Linked DNA regions of Mus musculus: region 1 is linked to region 2. The links are chromatin contacts, called in public Hi-C maps. All regions are on one chromosome and are shown on one strand. The core of a region is the stretch at or near the end of the contact, and the rest is flanking DNA. Distances in the headings are between cores, read along the strand shown.

What was found. Hi-C and Micro-C count contacts between places; a contact is called where the count stands out from the background.
Region 1: a Hi-C map of the N1E-115 cell line shows a contact between it and region 2, with 4 times the contacts expected there. The contact joins two enhancer-like sites. A contact is called at or near these places in 1 of 39 promoter capture datasets (cranial neural crest), 13 of 484 Hi-C or Micro-C datasets (the AtT-20 cell line, the N1E-115 cell line, differentiating embryonic stem cells and 5 more) and 1 of 9 other capture datasets (embryonic stem cells).

What each region holds. Positions count from the first base shown.
Region 1 is chr4:84,832,175-84,836,644 of GRCm38.p6, forward strand. No RefSeq gene overlaps it. Among named protein-coding and RNA genes, the nearest start is that of Cntln, 50 kb to the right of the region's middle. Within about 2 kb of position 1,252, at least 2 of the 459 cell types and tissues checked have an H3K27ac peak or open chromatin away from gene starts, as enhancers often do. A contact at or near this core is called in the N1E-115 cell line, where this site is marked.
Region 2 is chr4:84,063,469-84,067,474 of GRCm38.p6, forward strand. No RefSeq gene overlaps it. Among named protein-coding and RNA genes, the nearest start is that of Gm33410, 7.0 kb to the right of the region's middle. Within about 2 kb of position 1,818, at least 18 of the 459 cell types and tissues checked have an H3K27ac peak or open chromatin away from gene starts, as enhancers often do. A contact at or near this core is called in the N1E-115 cell line, where this site is marked.

The DNA of each region.
Region 1 (4,470 bases), core at 2-2,501, 770 kb after region 2:
ACTCCTTTGGTGGTTGTATATCAGATATCCTATATATCAGATATTGTAATTCAAAACTATTGAAATGACAGTTATACAGTAGCTACGAAATAATTTTATCGTTGAGGGGTCACCACAACAAGAGGAACTGTATTAAGGCCTTAATACAATTAAGGCAATTAATACAAGAGGGTCTGGCATTAGAAAGATTGCGATTCACTGCTCTAGAATATAGAAAGAGACTCTAAGTCAGGTCAAGATGTGTCTAGTGATGATTTCAGTAATTTCCTGGCACAATGTGAGGGCATTTTCTCAACTCAGCCCTTTAAACAGTGGGGCAGGTGGAGGATAAAAAGAATAAAGAAGAGTGAGGTGGAGTGGGGTGGAAAGAACAAAGAAGTGAAAGTAAATAGCAAGGAATTAAAGTAACAGGGAAAAGTGTTCAGACCTAACGGTGTGGGCTGGGTACAGCATTTATGTGCCTTTGACATCCTTTAAAGGTGGGCATTCAGCCAACTGCAGGAGGCTGCTGACTGCCCGCCACTTCATCAGGGTTCCTTAGGGCCCCCTATGCCTTACTTGATCATGAACTAATGCCTTTTCATTTCCTTTCCAAATGGCTACCCGAACACATTAGCCTTGGCATAGGTCTGACTCCTCAGAGTCAAATCCTATGTATTATACAGTAGCGTGCTTCTTTAAGGTAGCCAGTAAGAAATAGAATTTTTTTTTTTAAAGAGCCATTTAGTTACCTGAAAAAGTAAGTGGCTTTGGGCACAAGGTATCATAGTTTTCAACAAATACATTATCTTCTTAAATAGAGTTTTGTCTTGGAGAACTTTTAAAATACAATCTGTAGACTCAAGTTACTTGATGGCAAGAGAATCCATTACAGTGAAGAAGTGAAGCGCGATCATTTTCTCTGGATATCTGGCTCGGTTAGTATGCCAGATATTGATTGAGTCTGGGATTCAGTAGCAGTAAATCTTCCTCATTATGCAAGTCCTGTATATCCTTTTAGTTTCCCTATCTACCCTTTAATCTCTGGGCCCCGAATTTGTACAACATGCAGAAACCACTTTAATACATGCTCTGTCACTGTGAACACTTTTATTCCAGAAGCTCGTCCCAGCACCAGGATGAATTTGTTTGGTTTGGCAGGAATTGTCCTAACAATTGTCTGACAGGCTCCCCTGCGCCCCCGCTCCATCCCCATTCATCCCATGAAGCCGCCTGACTTCAAAATGTTCTGCTCACAAGGCTTTGCTTGTGATTCCCCTTTTGAACTCTACCTATGTATGCACCCTACATCACCCTACATTTTTGAAATCCTGTGACCTATAGTAAAAAAGAGAATGATTCTTTCTCCTTTTCTAGGGCCTTGCTACTCAAAAAAATAGCCATAGACCTGCAGCATCTAAAATGTAAGACTCAAGCCCCGCCCTACAACCCCCTCCCTAGCCTGAATCTGACTAGATTAATGTCTCAGAGTAGCTGGATAGAGTATTTGGTACTGAGGGCAGATCAGCAATGCAGAGGGGATGCAGGGGTTGTAGCCAAGTGGAAAAGCAGTCTCTCTTCAATGTGTTCATATAAAAAGAAAAAGAATTATTCTCAGGCCAGGCCTGTATAATTCAGTAATCTTCAAGCAGATTGTATCCTGGAACTGCAACTGTGTTTATTTCTGGGCAGAATGACATGAATAAATGAATTAAGGAGTATGAAGTGCTAAGGCTGCGTTAGGTGCAAGGACAGAATCCAGTCTTGTTTTAGCACCTGATCTACTGGCTGCAGTCTCTGTTTGTCACGGTTACTCCTCATTTCCTTAACTCCCATTGACAACTCAGGGATCAGCAGACAGGATTATCTTTTAATGGTTTTTGGCAAGATGCTTGATAGCACCAGTTTGGCTGTTAGTAGCTATGACCCAGGAACAATTTTTGTTTCTTCTGTATGTTTTCTCTGCCCTGACATGAGAACAATGTATGTGGATAATAACATGTGACTATTTCATAAATATTTTACATATGCTTCATATGGGGAATTGACTTGATAGATTTATTGACATTAATATTCACAAAGCCTCTCACTATGCTGAGAATGATAATTACAGCGACTACACTTTCATGGCTCCAAAGTAAAATATTATATGACTAATCACAAAATTTGGTAAGTTTGATGAATAGATCAATAATTGTTTATATATACAATGATAAAACTTAAGAATGACAAAAAATAAAACTCTATTTTGAGATTATACTTCTAAGCCTTTAGAAGACTTGGTAGTGTGTGTTTGGAATAGCTTACAATGTAGAACTAAAATGCACAGAGACAGGAGCATATCATCTTATGAATATCACTTGAAACATTTTCACAGAATGAGCATGCTAGTCATGACATGAAGAAGAGGGCTTGGAGTGTGGGTAGGTGGTAGAAGACATGCTTGGTGTGTGCACATCCACAGTTTCAATTTCTGGCACAAAATCCAAACCAAAGAAAATATCAAGATAGAATGATAATGACTGAACCCTCTCTCATTCTTCCCGTTTCTTGCCCCATCCAGTAAACAGACTCTGGCTTTCTAACAGTATACTTGGCTTTTGCTTGGTTTTGTGTAAATTGATCCCTGTAGCATATTCTCCCTTCTTTTTCTTCTGCCATGGTTTTTGATTTATCTATGTATCTATGTATCTATGTATGTATGTATGTATGTATCTATCTATCTATCTATCTATCTATCTATCTATCTATTTCACTACCTGAATGTATGGCACTTGCTCCCTTGTTCCCTTGTACAGGCCAACATGCTGTTTTAATTTTTGATTTTTGCAATCAGCATTGTTCTGAACATTCTAGAAGGCCTTTTGCCTGAGCACAAGCATTTGTGTTAGGTGTCTGCCTGAGAGTGGAAACGCTGGGTGGATTAGACTTCACTTTCTGCTGCCCAATCAAAGTGGCTGTACCAACTTGCACTTCAGTGTGTGAAAGATCAAGCTTTCTCACATTCTTTCTGGATATAATTGGAGATTAGTAATTTCAGGTTATTAGCAGTAATCTGACATAATAATTTAAGTCGTTCTGGAGAAGTAGTGATATCACACTTAGATTTTGATCACTTAAGCCCGTAGACTTAAATATCTATGGTTTAGGACGAGTATTTTATGAATGGCTAGCTATATAAGAGTAGAGCTCTTTAAATAAAGATTGAGCAGTTTAAAGATAGGTGTGATTTGAAAAATCTAAGACACTTATTTGTTGAGAAATATCTATTCCATGAAGTTTTACTTGAAATTTTATCATTGACAGTTACTTTTAAATAAAAATTTCTTTAAAGATCATATCCCATTGTGGTGTATTTGTACAACGAGAACTATGTGCATTTTTAAAAATGACTCCAGCAATGCTGAATATAATTTATTTTATTAACTTATCACCATTATCTATCACCCAAGAGTGAGAGAAGCAAGTTGCTTCGTAGGTGATGGCTAGTGAATAGAGTATTCAAGGTAGGAGTAAGACTGAGAAATGAGGCATAGAAGACACAGACATTAAATCTATGGCACTGGGTACATGTGTATAGTGACCTTCAGGAGGCCTTTACATGGCCAGGGAACCTCTGGCTGTTGAGGATGAAAAGTAATGCAGCTGGGAATTATTGTCTTAGGAGTCTAGACCATAAACAAATTAGAGCTTTACCCATAATTGGCTCTGACTGTCACAGACAGGTGCAAATTCTTTTGTATAGAGAGAAAATAGCCTTATCTCCTAGACAGCAAATGTTCATCAACTTCAAATTACACCTCAAATGCTGCTGGTGTCTGGACCATTGATGGATGAGCTAGGTCTTTCCAGGTCTAATGCTGAGTAATGTAAATTAGATTCTCCTGAGTTACGGCTAGTGCAGCTGGAGGGCACACAGCCCTTGCCAGGGCATATCTCAATGCCAACTTCTTGCCAATGTTGTTAATAATATTGGAGCCTGTACATGTGTCACTACTCTCAGCTTTATTAGTGACAATACTCTAGCCCCCCTTTAACTTTTTAAGTTTTGAATAGTGTCTAACTTTAGTTCCATCTTGACTTCAGAAAGCAAATGCTAAATGGTGAAGCGTGCATACAGCTTAGCTTCCTACAACATAGTGGCAGGTAGATCCACTGACTTCAGTCTGAGCTGTGCTCATTGTGGCTTTGTGTGTGATGAAGAATAGACAATGTGGAGAAGGGGAAGAAATGCCAGAGCAGTGTTCTCAGCCTTCCTAATGCTGTGACCATTTCCTACAGTTCCTCATGTTGTGGTGACCCCCACCCAGAAAAATATTTCTATTGCTACTTCGTAGCTATAATGTTGCTACGGTTAGGAATTATAATGCAAATCTCTGTGTTTTCTGGTGGTCTGATATGACCCTGTGAAAGGGCACCCAAAGGGGTCATGGCCCACAGGTTAAGAACCACAGTGATAGGTTATTCTAGTAAGAGAAGAAAGTCGCCACG
Region 2 (4,006 bases), core at 568-3,067:
CTCCAAGAGGAGGGACCGGGTCTCACTGTCTCTTCTTACCTCATGGGGCTATAGAAGAGGGTCTCAGGATTATTAGTGAGAACTGTGTATGTTTACTTGACAAAACTCTTCACGTGGTGGTTACCATATGCCGAATACCACTCTGAAGGAATCTGAACCATCTGCCCACTTTATGAGTGTAAGGGCTGTAAGGCAGGGACTTCTGCCATTATCGTTTGTTTGCAGACGGTGAGATGAAGGCACACTACTACCAAATGCGTTGAGGTGACTCAGAACCCATATCCTACTGGCCACTAAGCTCACCAGTCTTCTGTGGTGTGCATCTTAAGTTCTCTGAGAAGTTTTTTTTTTCCTCTCTTTAATCCCCTGTGATCTGGGTAAAGTCTTCAACAGACAGGTGTCTCCGAGAGCACGGGGACTCTGCTGTCTGGGAAGCGGCATCGGGCTGAGCCCCCAGTGTTGAACAGTGGGGTCCTAGATAATCTGGGGATTTTCCACTTCATGCTCCCCCACTCCCACCCTCATGCACCAGCTTTGTTTAAACAGAGGAAAAGACTTGAGGACAGGGCTAAGGAGCAAGCTGCCACCGCTCTGAGATTGTGTTAAGACATGCTGGAGTTTGAAAGTTTGTAACCATGTGGTTCTGGTTGTGTCCCTATGTGTGAAAAGTGTTCCTTTGTTTATTTATGCTTTCGTGGCCACTGTGTATATGTGTGTATTGCCATAGGCTTTCTAACATAAACAGAGGATGCTAGCGTAAACTTCCAGTGGGACCTGGTTTCTTCCTGCTGTGTACATTCAAACCCTCCAATCTAAGACTTTTAAATCAACAATTTTCCTTTTCAGAGAGGGTCATTATTTGTTTAGCAGTGCACAGGCTGGTCAGCACGCTGGGCGTTTCTATTCTCTTGACAAAACTGAAGCCCAGGCTGAGATCAGAGTTCTCTGCTATGTGGGTTCTCTAGGCCACAGGTGGCCAAGACGTCCCTTAGGCAGGACCTGAAGCCCTAAAAGCAGGAGTCTTTGTTGCTCCCAACTTCCATTTCCTCAACCCTTAAAATGTCTGGACCCAGCAAACTCCACCCTGTTATTTCCAGGAATGCTTCAGTCAGGCGTTTTACCCCCATCTTTAAAGGCAATGGAGCTTTGCTGCTGCTCCTGCAGCTGTAGCAGACAGCGCATGTGTCGTCAGCTTTTGTCTGTCTGCAGAGGCACCATTCAAGACGCCTCCCTGGAAGGTGATGTCTGAAGTGTTATTCTTAAGGAAGCAAAGCACCTAAGTATGGAAGAGTGTTGTGCAGAATGGGGCTTTCCCGGCTGTGGGGCTCCAAAGCTGGGAGGATAAACTCGCCCAGCAGAGGGCGCCACCGCGCCGGCGCTTACAGCTGTGCAAGCCAGGCAGGGGGATGCTCAAAACCACAGAAAAGGGGAAATTCCATACTTTCCCCCCACCTGCCTCGACCTCCCTCTTTCTCCTCCCTCATCTCCTCTCAGCCCCTTCCTTTCTCCCTCTGTTACCACCCTGTCTCAGTCTTTCTTCCTGACCATCTCTAACTCTTAACCCCTCCCTAACTTTAGCAGGGCACTCCTGGGAGCCTCAAGTCTAGTAACTGAGTGTTAATTATGTCTGAGTGGATTCTAGAGGAAAAGAAAACCATATACTGTATCAGCAGAGAAATGGTTTCACTATGAGGAAACTAATGATGCTTTTATCAGGAACAATATAAAGATTGCTTTTTTACTAGTGTGTGTCCCGTAGGGTTCAGGGCTATGAGATATTTCTGTATCTGGCTTGAGGTTCCTCTGAGCTTTTACATAATCAAATCAATATAGCCATGATTCACCCTCTGGCAACAACTGCTCGCTGCAAGTTTGCTGTTGCTCCTTTAGTGGCTAAAAGGAAAATAAATAAATATATAGAAAGGAACTTATTATGAATCGGTAGCCATTGATTTGTTCCGTCTTCTGACTTCCTTTTTAATTGCACCGCGTACACATGTTCTCACACACAGGCAGCATGATCCCGTAAGTTCACGGCCAGTCAGAAATAAGGTGGCCAGGAGTGCCTGAGGGCTTGCCACTGTCCATTTGGAAGAGACAGGTTGCTTGTTCGGAGAGAATAAAGCAGAGGTGGAGATGGGAGCCGGCCCCCTCACACTCTGTACATTGTTTGCATCTTCTTTCTCATCCCTGTGAATTCCCTACATTCCGGGCATGATTTTGGCTCTTGCCTCTCTCTCTCTTTCTCTCTCAGTTATCTTGTTTTTGTATCAGGAATTTCCCTCCCCTCCCCTGGCAGAAACCATCTGCTTAGGACCCAGATCTGTCCCCAGGGCTGTCAGCGAGGCCCCAATATTTTTCTCCCATCCTGAGGACAACTGGTCTGGACCCAAAGAGTGGATTGGGGGGGGGGGGGAAGCTTGGGAGAAAGAAGTAAGGGAGAGTCCATTCAGTGTAGGGAGCAAGCCACCTACGATGGCGGGCCAGTGTCTTCCCTTCTCTGTCCCGAGGAAGTCACAGGAAGGAGCTGCACAGAGCCTGAAGCCTTCACAACACACCCAGCTTGCTGTTTCCTTCACCACTTTCTCCCTTAAAGTAAATAAACACAGACGGCTTTCAAACTAACCCTCGTGAGAGAAGTCAGTGCCATACAACTGTGTCATCTGCTTTTCATAGGCAAACTGGGATGACCACAAAATACAGCTTTTCTAGTGCCTTGTGTGGCTTAGAATCAACAAAATCAACTGATGGAATAAGTGTGTTAGTCTGTCTAGGGAGAAACCGAGATGGAGCCTCCCGGGCAATCTGCTGGTCACCGGGGATGGTGAAGTGCTGTGTGTTTTATGCTCTGGTCCTTAAATCAGAGACCTTGCTCATAGGTGTGCTTCATTTATCCCATCCCCTATAAGAAGAAAAACATGAGAAATAATAGCAGACACAAAACAGGAAAGAAAACCCATTCATGCAATTAAGATACCCAGAGTCCCTGGGGAAATAGTATCACCAAAATGAACATGTTCCCTAATTATGAAGGAATCCTGTTACTGAACACAATTCCCTGACAATAACACTATATCCCTCTGAGAAACAGTGGAGGAGAAATTCTGGAAGGCTCTCTCTGGCTAGTGGGGGGTAGAAAAATCTACCCTCAAAGAACATCATTTGCAGTTTCTCAGCAATGTTTACAGGCATCAGGACAGACAGGGTCCAGCTGGGGTGCAAGGGGAAGGGAAGGGACTTTCAGACAGGCTTACAAGTGATGATACCAGCCCCAATCTTATCAACATGCAGAGATCTCCACTAGTGGCCATTTATTAAGCATCTACTATGCCCAAAAGCTGCTAGGTGCTGTGTCTGTATTATTACAGTACATTAACTTTGACCTTCAAGATTGCTCACGATATTCCATTAATATGCTTGTCTTTCTAGGGAAATTATGTGTACTTTCTCAAAGTTGAGATTGTCTCCAGTGGAGAAGCAATACTGAGTTAGAATCCTGTGAGTCTGCATCCCCCCCCCCCCCCCAGTGGATGGTGGCTAAAGGAGGTACACAACTGGTCAACATAGAGAATAGGAGACTGGGAAGTGTGTAGCCCTAAATGAGATATCCACATCACACCCTTTCCTCCCAAGGCTCAGGGCCCATTGAAGAAAGGGGATGGAAAGATTCTAAGAGCCAGAGGTGGTAGGTTACAACTATGTTGTGACATCATGCACGAGACCTGTGCAGAACTAAGTCATAATTAAGCCATAACCAGTATGGAGGTGGGAGGTGGTCATGAGGTCCCTCCCCTAGCCCACTGGCAAGAAGAAGGTATTTAAGTACGGGGGTCCTTGGTAAATCAACCACATTCCATCAGATGGCCCACACTTAAGAGTATTTGGGCAACACAAATTGGTTTCAGGATTTTTTGTTTGTTTTTGTTTTTTGTTTTTTCAAGACACAAAGTGAGGTGGGAAGATAGGGGAGAAAAAGGAATACATATAACCAAAGTGTATTCTGCAA